2 separate regions of the Oryza sativa genome follow, and region 2 is linked to region 1. The links are chromatin contacts, called in public HiCAR-type maps. All regions are on one chromosome and are shown on one strand. The core of a region is the stretch at or near the end of the contact, and the rest is flanking DNA. Distances in the headings are between cores, read along the strand shown.

What was found. HiCAR-type assays count read pairs that join an accessible place to other places.
Region 2: a HiCAR-type map of leaf shows a contact between it and region 1, with 2.1 times the contacts expected there. The contact joins the promoter of LOC107280899 here to the promoter of LOC9268635 in region 1. A contact is called at or near these places in 1 of 15 Hi-C or Micro-C datasets (seedling) and 2 of 4 datasets of contacts at active chromatin or transcription factors (both in leaf).

The regions. Positions count from the first base shown.
Region 1 is chr5:1,563,210-1,568,169 of ASM3414082v1, forward strand. It overlaps LOC9268635, which reads left to right and starts at 3,466. Exons shown (of 3, transcript XM_015782028.3): 1 at 3,466-3,753; 2 at 3,843-4,207. The coding sequence starts at 3,592. It overlaps LOC9266041 (putative serine/threonine-protein kinase-like protein CCR3), which reads left to right. Exons shown (of 1, transcript XM_015781830.3): 1 at 1-5.
Region 2 is chr5:1,735,219-1,740,457 of ASM3414082v1, forward strand. It overlaps LOC107280899 (protein ETHYLENE-INSENSITIVE 3-like 2), which reads right to left and starts at 1,830. Exons shown (of 2, transcript XM_015783014.1): 1 at 1,681-1,830; 2 at 1,361-1,576. The coding sequence starts at 1,830. The coding sequence ends at 1,361. It overlaps LOC4337701 (homeobox protein knotted-1-like 10), which reads right to left. Exons shown (of 5, transcript NM_001420127.1): 4 at 3,285-3,535; 5 at 2,596-3,197. The coding sequence ends at 3,006.

The sequences.
Region 1 (4,960 bases), core at 2,216-4,715:
TCTCTTTTTTTTTCTACTACAAACATTCAACAAGAAACCAACCACATTGATTTCATTCAATTCTTTCGATAATGGAAGCATAAGTGCATAACTAATTCTTTCGATAATGGAAGCATAACTTCTTGCCTCTGCAAATTGCAATTGAATGGTCCATGCCATATCATTTTATCGTGTTTGAATTTTCACAAGTGAAATTTCAACAAATTGCGTGTGAATTGAAGAGAGCAGTTGGTTGTTTGGTTGGTCTACATGGTTATACACAATGCAAGCACAACAAAAGGAGGCCGTTTACTTTTCTCCCTTCTCTCTGCATTCACATCGGTTTGGTCGTGGATCCTGTACTCTTCCATGATCAATATGTACTCTTCTTCCTTGATCCTTATGCAACCCACACTAATCATGATGGGAAGACCATAATTCAGCAAGAGAGCAAATGCCATTAATCAATTGTGAGCTGAATTTGTTAGGACACTCTAACTCAAGAAGATGCTGTACATTTAGAGTGACAAAGCTCCTACTAATCTTCAGAGAATAGTTCTATTAGGGATTACATTAGCGCCATTAGGCCCTAGTAAACAGTAGTGCCGACAAATGCTATCTCCACATTTCATAGAGAGGTAGTAGTATATTATATTAGTACAAATGCATAGGGATTTAATTACTGTGATCTTTGTCCCTGACATAGTACATTATGGTCCTACTCCTACCTTACACAACATTGCATTTAAATTGCATTTTGTCCATACAGGAACATTAGAGGAGAAGAAAATGGCCGCATCCATATGGTTGGTGAAACAAATCCTTCGTCTTGTTGCTTTAAATTGCATTTCAGCTTCAGTTATACTATCTATCTACTCTATCTAATGTAGGTATCCCCACATTTCATGCCCATCATGCTTGAAAAGAAAAGGAAAAAGAACATCTTTTGTTTTTCTTAAAGACTCAATATATCTTGAAATGGATAGTGGAGCAGGTCAAAGAAGATGCACAGTGTTGAAATTTTCAGAAAGCTAAAGCTGGTAGTATGTTTGTCAGTGAAATGTAGTAAAGGTTAGTATCTAATGATTGAGGAAGAACAATCATTCGATTTGAGTACGCAAAAGCTTGTGCCTTAATAGCACTCCCTCCTGTAATCCTGTTCCACAAAAAAGCAGAGATATACTGCAGAAAAACAGTCTCTTCAGATTATGGCTCACTGAACCTGCAAAAATCACAAACAACAAAATGCTTAATCTCTGATGAACGGCATGAACCGCAGCTGATAATATCACTGTCAGGACATATGATCAATCAGCTTGGTCTGGAGAAAAACAGTCTCATCAGATTATGGATCACTGAACCTGCAAAACCCACAAACAACAAAATGCTAATCTCTGATGAATCACTACTGACAATATCACTGTCAGGACATATGATCAATCAGCTTGGTTTTGCCATCACCAACCATGTCACTTTCCATTTGGCACTCACCTTAATTAATTAATCTATTGTCAAGGTATGGGAACACATGACCTTTTCTTTGCAAGCAGCACTGCAGCCATGCTGGATTGCAGTATATAATATGAATCTTTTTTAGCTTGCAAATTAGCCTCCACTTTACACAGAGCTACTAGCAAGATGAGTAAGAAACAGCTGGGCATGTCAAGTGAAATAATGCAGCCGACTTGAGGCGGCCAAAAGTTATTCAGCAGAAAGCTCAAAAGCGGTTGTGAAAAATGAGCTTTGACGAAACTTATGCCTTTCCATTGTCGTGAGCTCATGATTCTGCTTTTGCTGATGGACGCATTTGAATAGCCAAAACCGAAACTTCGTCCCCTCGATTAGTTTGATTTGATGGATTATAAGTGAAGGTTATCTGAATTCTGGAGATGTCTTTTTCCAGCTCAAAAGTGTTTGTTTTATTAATCTTTTTCTTTCTTACCGAATATTGTTTCTAGCTGCAATTTTTCTCTTAATCATATGTTTTTTCATCATACTTATACTTATACATGATGTTCCTGCAGACTTTAAAAAATTGTCTTGAAAGGATCTTGCAAATTTTATAGCATATATATAATATAATATAGAGTAATAGATTAAGCGTTAATTTCTAAGTGGGTTTCTTATGGCCTTATGGGCCATGATTTTTGGACTGGGCTGATGATGTTCAAGGCCTACAGATGACTGTGCCCAGTGGGCCATTTGGGTCCATGTTGTATAGGGCCTGTTCACTTTGATGCCAAAAAAACCATACCAAATTTTAGCATTGCCGAAATTTTGGTAACTGTGTCAAAATTTTGGCAGGCAGGATTTCTTATATAGTTACCAAAATTTGGCAGCAAACTAAATGTAGCCACTTTTTTTGGCAACTTTACCAAAATTTGGTAAGGTTGAAAATGACATCAAAGTGAACAGGCCCATATAGATAGTTCCTTTTTTTTTTTGAGATGTGTTGTATAGATAGTTCAATTGCCTATCTCTCTGTTCCACTTCCTCAAATTTGACTTGAGAGTCCATGGCAAATAATAAAGAGCACTCCTATTTGGGTTCTTTTGATCAAATTTGGTTTCGTTCAGGTTCAAACAGAAATAGTGAAACAAGTGAAGTTGTTTGACATTGCTTCCAAGACTGAAGAAAAAGGATGGTAGAAAATAAAGACTAAGTAAATTATGATGAATGCTTTTTGTTGGTTCCAAGTCAATGGTCCACAATTGCGGTTAGAGAAGAGAAACAAATCAAGTGGTGATAAAATGATTCTTTTTTTTTTCTGAAATAATCCACAGACAACTCTTTACATTGTTTGATAAGAGCAATTTTTTTAAGAACAGATAATTTATTTTGTTATTTCCTAATATTTTAAAATTCTAAGCAGATATTATCATATAAATATAGACATTTAATATGTACTAATCCATCATTGTAACCTACTTCCTCCATTAAAGAAACCAAATCCTAGCTATGTGTCTGGACATACACTATATATATAGTTAGGATTTTTTTTTCATAGCAAGAGTATACTACAACTTTTGTCCTAAAATAAAGTTATTTTCAACACAACACTCGGTCCCAAAATGAGATGTTTTTCATCAAAATGAATCCCAAACATTCTTTATTTAATTTATTCACCCACTTTATTTTTATCAACAAATCACAACTTTCATTAGATTATTTTCACCTAGTTTCTTAATATTCTGTCCATACCAAAATACTTATATTTAAGAAGGGAGATAATTATAGGGGTGGCGTGTGCACTTATAGGATGAGTTTGTAATGCGTTTCTTTTATGTTAAAAAAAGAGAGATGGAGGCAGTAGTTTTGTATACAGCTTACAAAGTCGTAACAAACTTCTACCATCGATGATGTCCCGTTACATTATCTTCATTAATTAATTTATATAAATACCTACGTTAATGGCTAAAAACGGTGGAGTATCAAATCAAAACAGACTACTACAAATTTATCTTTTCTCGAACGAAAAAAAAAAGCGATAAAAACCATCTCATCGAGGAAGAAAGCAACCCACGATAACCCTCTTCTTCTTCTACCCATCTCGCCGTCGCCGCCGCCGCCGCCGCCGCCGCCGTCGAATCGATCGAAGCCCAGCAGCGAGCGATGGGGCTGGACTACTACAAGGTGCTCGGCGTGGGCCGCGGCGCCACCGACGAGGAGCTCAAGAGATCCTACCGCCGCCTCGCCATGAAGCACCACCCCGACAAGAACCGCTCGCCGCACGCCGACGACTCCCTCTTCAAGCAAGTCTCCGAGGCCTACGACGTCCGTACACCTCCCCTTCCTCCATCGCCGCCGCCGCCGCACTCCACCTTTCTCACTCACCCACCTCCTCCTCCTCCGCCGCCGTGCAGGTGCTCAGCGACCCGCAGAAGCGCGCCATCTACGACCAGTTCGGCGAGGAAGGCCTCAAGGCCGGCGCGGCGCCGCCGCCGACCACCTCCTCCTCCTCCTCCCACGGCGGCGGAGGAGGCTTCCGCTTCAGCCCGAGGAGCGCCGAGGAGATCTTCTCGGAGATGTTCGGGGGCGCATTCGGCGGCGCGGGGCCACGCGCCCCCGGCGCCGGGTTCCCGGGGTTCGGTGGGTCCCCCCGGGCAGGGGAGACGTCGGCGACGAAAGCTCCGGCGATCGAGCGGCAGCTGGCTTGCAGCCTTGAGGACCTCTACAGGGGCGCCACCAAGAAGATGAAGATCTCTAGGGATGTCCTCGACGCCACTGGGTGAGACAGATTTTTCTCCCTTTTTTTTCTATTCAAATCGATTCAAATCAAACAGATTATTGCTTAGAGTTCCTTGTAAAAATTGGCATTGCTGTTAATTTGTTGTGTATTTGTGATCTTGGTGAGCGAGTCTGCGAGGTTAGGCAGTAGCAGTAGCACCCTTGGTAACCAGCTCTTCTTGCCTCATAGCATGCACCTACTAGTTCTAGACTGCCATTGTAGATAATCTAATTTTAGCCTGCCATTGATTCTTAGATAATCATGTTGCTCTAGATTCCAGCCTGACATTGTACATAATCTAATTTTAGCCTGCCATTGTAGATAATCCTGTCGCTCTAGATTTTATTCTGTCATGCTCCAGACGAGTAACCTCATAGCGACCTTTATGTTCTAGACGTTATTCTGTCATGCAGTGAACCAGCGGCCTCATTGCAATTGCTGATTAGTTAATGTATAGCACAATGTAATGGTAGGGAAGACGGAGTAAAGGGGAGGAAGGTTGAGAGGAGAGGAAGATTGAGGGTAGTACACGAGAGGAGACATGAGAGAAGGTGAGGACATTGCAATAGTTGCTTAGCTTGCCTGATGTCCTCATGGGTTATGCCACTTCACATTTTCCTGTATGTTTGCTCCATTGAGATGGCATAAAAATGTGCAAGCATTAGTGTGCTTCAATCCATACTTCATTACTTCTGTTGAGTATAGCCTCTTGGTGCTTAATCTAATTTTGAACGATAACTGATATGACTGAAC
Region 2 (5,239 bases), core at 580-3,079, 170 kb after region 1:
CGCCACCGCCTCACCGCCTGTCGGGGAGTGACCCTCTCTAGCGGGTGATCGAGAGATCCCCTTTTGTGAGTTCGGCCGGGGGCAGCGGGTGAAATCCGAGGTTTTCGAGACAAAAGAGACACAAGGGATTTATACAGGTTCGGACCCCTATGAAGCGTAATACCCTACTCCTGTGTGTATGATGATTCTTCTACGCTTGCAAAGCCTCCGAATCTCCGATATATAAGCTAGGGTTAGAGAAGCTTTTGCTCGGGGATCCAGAGTTCGATCCGAAGTTCGATCCCTCCCCCCTTCCCGCTAGGTATGGTCCTCCTTTTATACTCCAAGGGGATACCACAAGTGCTGCGAGTGCTAACTAGGGAGAAGGGAAAATATTCTCTATATTAGTTGCATGTCTTGTGCCTTAGCCCAGAAGCTATTTGCACGTCGTATGCTGCGCGGGGCCCATCAAATCATGCAGGGCGCCCTTGTCATTCGCCATTCAATGGATGAGGACTTCCGGGTTCCCGTTCGCACCAGGAAACGGGAACCCGGGTCAGTTCAGAGTGGTTGGACCAGCTCTAACTGGGGTAAGAGGCTGTGAAGCCCCTCATTATTATGATGGGATGGGATGGAGCACGCCGCACGCCGCCTGACAAACTGATCAGGCGAGGGTACACAGCCGCCGTTCCATCGGTCATTCGACCGGTCACGGACTGTCACAGATCGGTCGTACTAATGTTTTATCGGGGTGCTAGCCGATAAGTTATCTGGACGTTGCATCGGCTCATAAGGATTACATATATATACAAGTTGGATCTAGCCGATTGCAACAAAGGTTTCACAGTTTAATCTAATCTGTGGATTTTATGGCATCGGACCTCCGGTCGATGTACGCTTTAACCTTTGGATCAGTGCTTATTTTATCATATCATTGCTAGCCGATTGGTTTCTACTGAACTATATTATTGTTATATTTTATCGTCATCAGCCGATTGCCTTTATATCATTATCTATATTGGACATATAGCCGATTGCTTAAACCCTATCGCTATCGGATGGTATCGGCATCGGCTATTATCGGCTATCAGCTGGAACTACTCGATCGGCTTGTCGGCCGATCGGCTGTTTTGATCTACTATTTGCACATCTTGTCAGTTGCAGGGTCAAACTGACTGGCACGCCCGTATCTCATTAATCTTTGGACCTGCACTGGAGCTAAGCAGATCTCCCAGGCCGGTGTGTTTGATTTTTTCGTCAATAGTTTCACACACAAATTAATAAAAAATGGTGGGCCCCACGTGTCATTCTCACCCATCCTCTTCTTCCTCATCTTTCCCCATCTCACCTCTCTTCCTCTCTCTCTCTCTCCCCTCTCCTCTCAGGCGCGATGGAGAGGGAGCGGCGTGCGGCGGCGCCGGCGGGAGAGGATGCCGTCGAGGTCGGAGGGCGGCGTGGAGGATGGTGGAAACGAGGGCGGGGGCCACGATGGTGAGGGCATGACGGACTCGGGCCACCACGCCTCTGTCCCCTCCGGCCACCACGGCGGCGGCACGCCCTTCTCAAGCGGAAAGCGGCGCTGCGGCGGGTCGTAGTGCTGCGTGAGCGCCGAGAGCAACGAACCCAGCGTGGTGTACTGCAACTCGTGTAGGAAGTGCGGCGCCGACGTCGTCGTCGCGTCCCCGGCATGGCGTGGTCGGCCTGGTACTTGGCGATGGCGGCCAGGCCGTTGCTGTCGAAGCGGACCTTCTCCTTCCACCAGGAGCGGACGTTGTCGGAGGCGCTGCTCACCGGCTTGCCCTTCTCCGGGATGATGCCGTACACGAACCCCTGCGCGTTGCACACCTCCATCATTACTACTGCTAGCTAGGTACGTACGTTGTCGACGAAGACCGTTCCGAAGTTGCCGACGATGTTGATGATACCGAAGACGAGTCCCCCCGAGCTGAGCATGGTGAGGTAAGAGCCCTTGAAGTTGCCGCCGACGGGGCCGCACGCCTGAGCCCCAAAATTTTTAAATTAATTTATGTGTTAAACTGATATGTGGGTCCCACAAGGTTTTGTTTTTCTTAGATCAAATTGCCACATCAGATAGAGACCGAGTCAAATTAGCCACGTATGCGCCACGTCAGCCAAAACCACCGTCCAAACCGCCGAGGGACCTCATGGTGTTTTGGCAGTTGAGGGACACGTTGTAACTGGTTTTATGGTTGAAGGATGAAAATAGGATTCGTCGATAAGGTAAGGGACCTCAGATGAACTTATTCCTTTTGTTAACTTGCATGCATACTCCGGTATGAACAGCCAGCCCACCTGATTAATGGACCTGGGCTGCCATGTGTGTTCTGAATGATGGGCTCATTGCAGACATCTCTAGCTGGGCCTCAACTTGAAATCCAAGAACTGCCCAGATTCATAATTAGTCTTCAAAAATGAAATTGTGAACAATTCTTGCTTCTTCTTGTTGTTACGAAGGGAAGTACTAGTCTCTTTTACTCCAGTTGATGATTGACATGAAGGATATAACCACAAGATGAAGCTAACTTGTGCATATCCTGAGCTGCCACCCGAACACAAACTTCTTATCAACATTCAACAATATTAAGTGCTAAAATTGGTCACAATTAGACACAGACATCACACATGTGCATGCCAACAATTGGCAGCAATATGAAATGCAAGGGAAAAAATAAGTATCTTTATTATTGCTACATGTTACTATTACTCATAGTTCACTCTTTCCTGTCTAAAATGGTTTTAACTGGGGATGCAGTTGTCAGGGATACAAACAATTAATTAATGTTATGGTAGCTGAATGCAGGCAAGTTTTTACAGGTCATCCCAACTCCCTCTTACAACACCATATACACAATAATTTCGACAAAATGATGAGGTTATTGATTGATTTCATCTTTTTTTCCTTTTAATATATGATCATCCCTTGCTCCTCACAGAGGGTGTAGCAGCAGGTAATACCTGCCAATGTCTGTTGCAAGGTGCTACATTTAATTTGGAGTGCAATCTGATCATGGACCAATTGTGCCGGTGTCGAAGTACAGTGTCGTCCCGGAGGAGGATCCTCCGGTGACCCCCTCCATGAGCGCGAACCGCATGTCCTCCGATGGCTTCCAGTGCCTCTTCCTCTGGTTGATGAACCAGTTGTTGATCTGCTTCGGGTCGAGGCCAGTCATCGCGGCCAGCCTCACCTTATCCTCTTCCTGTGAAAGATCAATTGGAAGACAGAGTCCCAGGTCAGTGTGGGTTAGAGGCTTTTGTGTGTCGAAAAGGCGTTTTCGCGACATTACCGTGGGGTAAGGCCAACGGTAATGTGTGTTCCACCAGTCCATAAGTGCCGATCGCGCGTCTTTCGGTAGTTTCCCTTTCTTCCTCTTCTTCAAGAACTCGGACCGGAGGCGGCTGAGGCAGCCACTGTACTTCTTGAGCAACATCTCTTTGAGCTCATGGTCAGCCAAGCGGGAGCTGTGTTCTTGCCCAAAATCTGCTGCATCGGCGTCTCCTGAGCACGGCTCATCCTCTGAAGACCCCACCATTTCATCTTGCATATAGACATGTTACAAATCAGGGGCAGTTTGAAATAAAATGTCATGTATAAAATTAAGCTCAGATTATGTGGCAGGATTACAACATTAACCATGAAAAGCAGCAGTCTCTTCACAAACCGAACAAGAGCCCAATCATCAGTAAGCAAGATAATGAAGAGATTCCAGAGAATCGGCTGTTTGCAGTGCCATAACCAATGAACTATCAGACTTACTAATTACTAATAACAGGCTGTTTAGGGAGGCTACAGACAGAATGCTTCTTAAGTTATCTCATGAATAGGCAAACAGAGTTACTTAAGTGCTGATTTTTTTTTTTTTTGCCTTACACTATATTGGACAAGATATTATCAGAAACAAATGTAGTCAGATGTTACATTGCTGAATATCCACATATTCTCTACGATTTGCGGTGCGTAAATGTTGGATAATATTTTCTTTTATGACTTGACACGGTGAGTCAATGGAATATGCAGCAGCTTGTCTAAAATAGGATCAAAACCAGTTTAATACAATTGAACAAACACTAAAAAAATGAAGTACAATCCATCACCAGAACTGCGCAGTGTGGGAATACTTTAGAATATAAGAATGCAATTCCCGCAACATGATCATTAAGTCTTATAAATACAAACATTTGAATGAAAACGACACAGATAATGCACTGTGCCCCTGTCCATCGTAATCCTCCATCACCCATTTTAAGTTACCATTTTATCAATGTCAATCTTTTTTGCTCATTTCCATTAAATATGCAGTGTTCCATGCCAAACCATCTTTCAGGTCATAGTATTAGCTTAGCGCACCCTTTAACAATTATCAAGAATTATTCTTTTCGACCATAAAATGTGCATCAGGACATTTAGTTCTGCTTGCAATGGTAGTCCATGATTCCTGTATGAAGCTACTGAAGTTATGCCATGGATTCATGATATCTTTACTTGAGATCTACAAGCTACATGGTCTCATTTCATTCAATTCAGTGTAGTAACTCATGCAATATTTTTAAGGCTAGAACCATTTTGGTCAAGTGATATCAAATGTAACATAAGAACTGCTCCCCTCCAGCTTCAAATCAGAAGTACAATTTTTGTGGTTCTGTTTCAAAATATAAGCCAGGCATGCAAAGTTAATTACTTTACTTTCCCCTCAGTTATCTTCCCTTTCTCTACAACATTCACAAGTAAGCACTCACACTGCGTCACTAACTTTGGTCTCTAATACCACAGGGCATTAACAAGGATATCATGATTATTTCCTTCTACAATTCACTCAACCATATAATCTTCTTATATCACACATATCTGATCGAAATATGCATTGTAAGAAAAGGTTGGAGAGTACTTACATTTCAACTATATATTGTGATTTATGCTTTAGCAGTGAATTGTATGTCACCTGCTTGCAAACATGATGCCCTAATAACTATTGCTGGAAGGGACACCATAATTAAGTAGACCACCCAATTAATTAAAAACAATATTTGACATATAGTTGGAATAAATCTGAATTGAGGTACACAATTAAGGTTGCCATGCATATACATTACACCTATCTAGTATAACTACTGGGCTTGACCAGTAGTGTCCCTAAACTTTTAATCTAAAATAACTCCCTAAACTTTTAATTTTGGAACACATTAAGTACTAGTTCACCACCAATCCACCATAAGTGATATACAATCATCCGTTTTTACTATC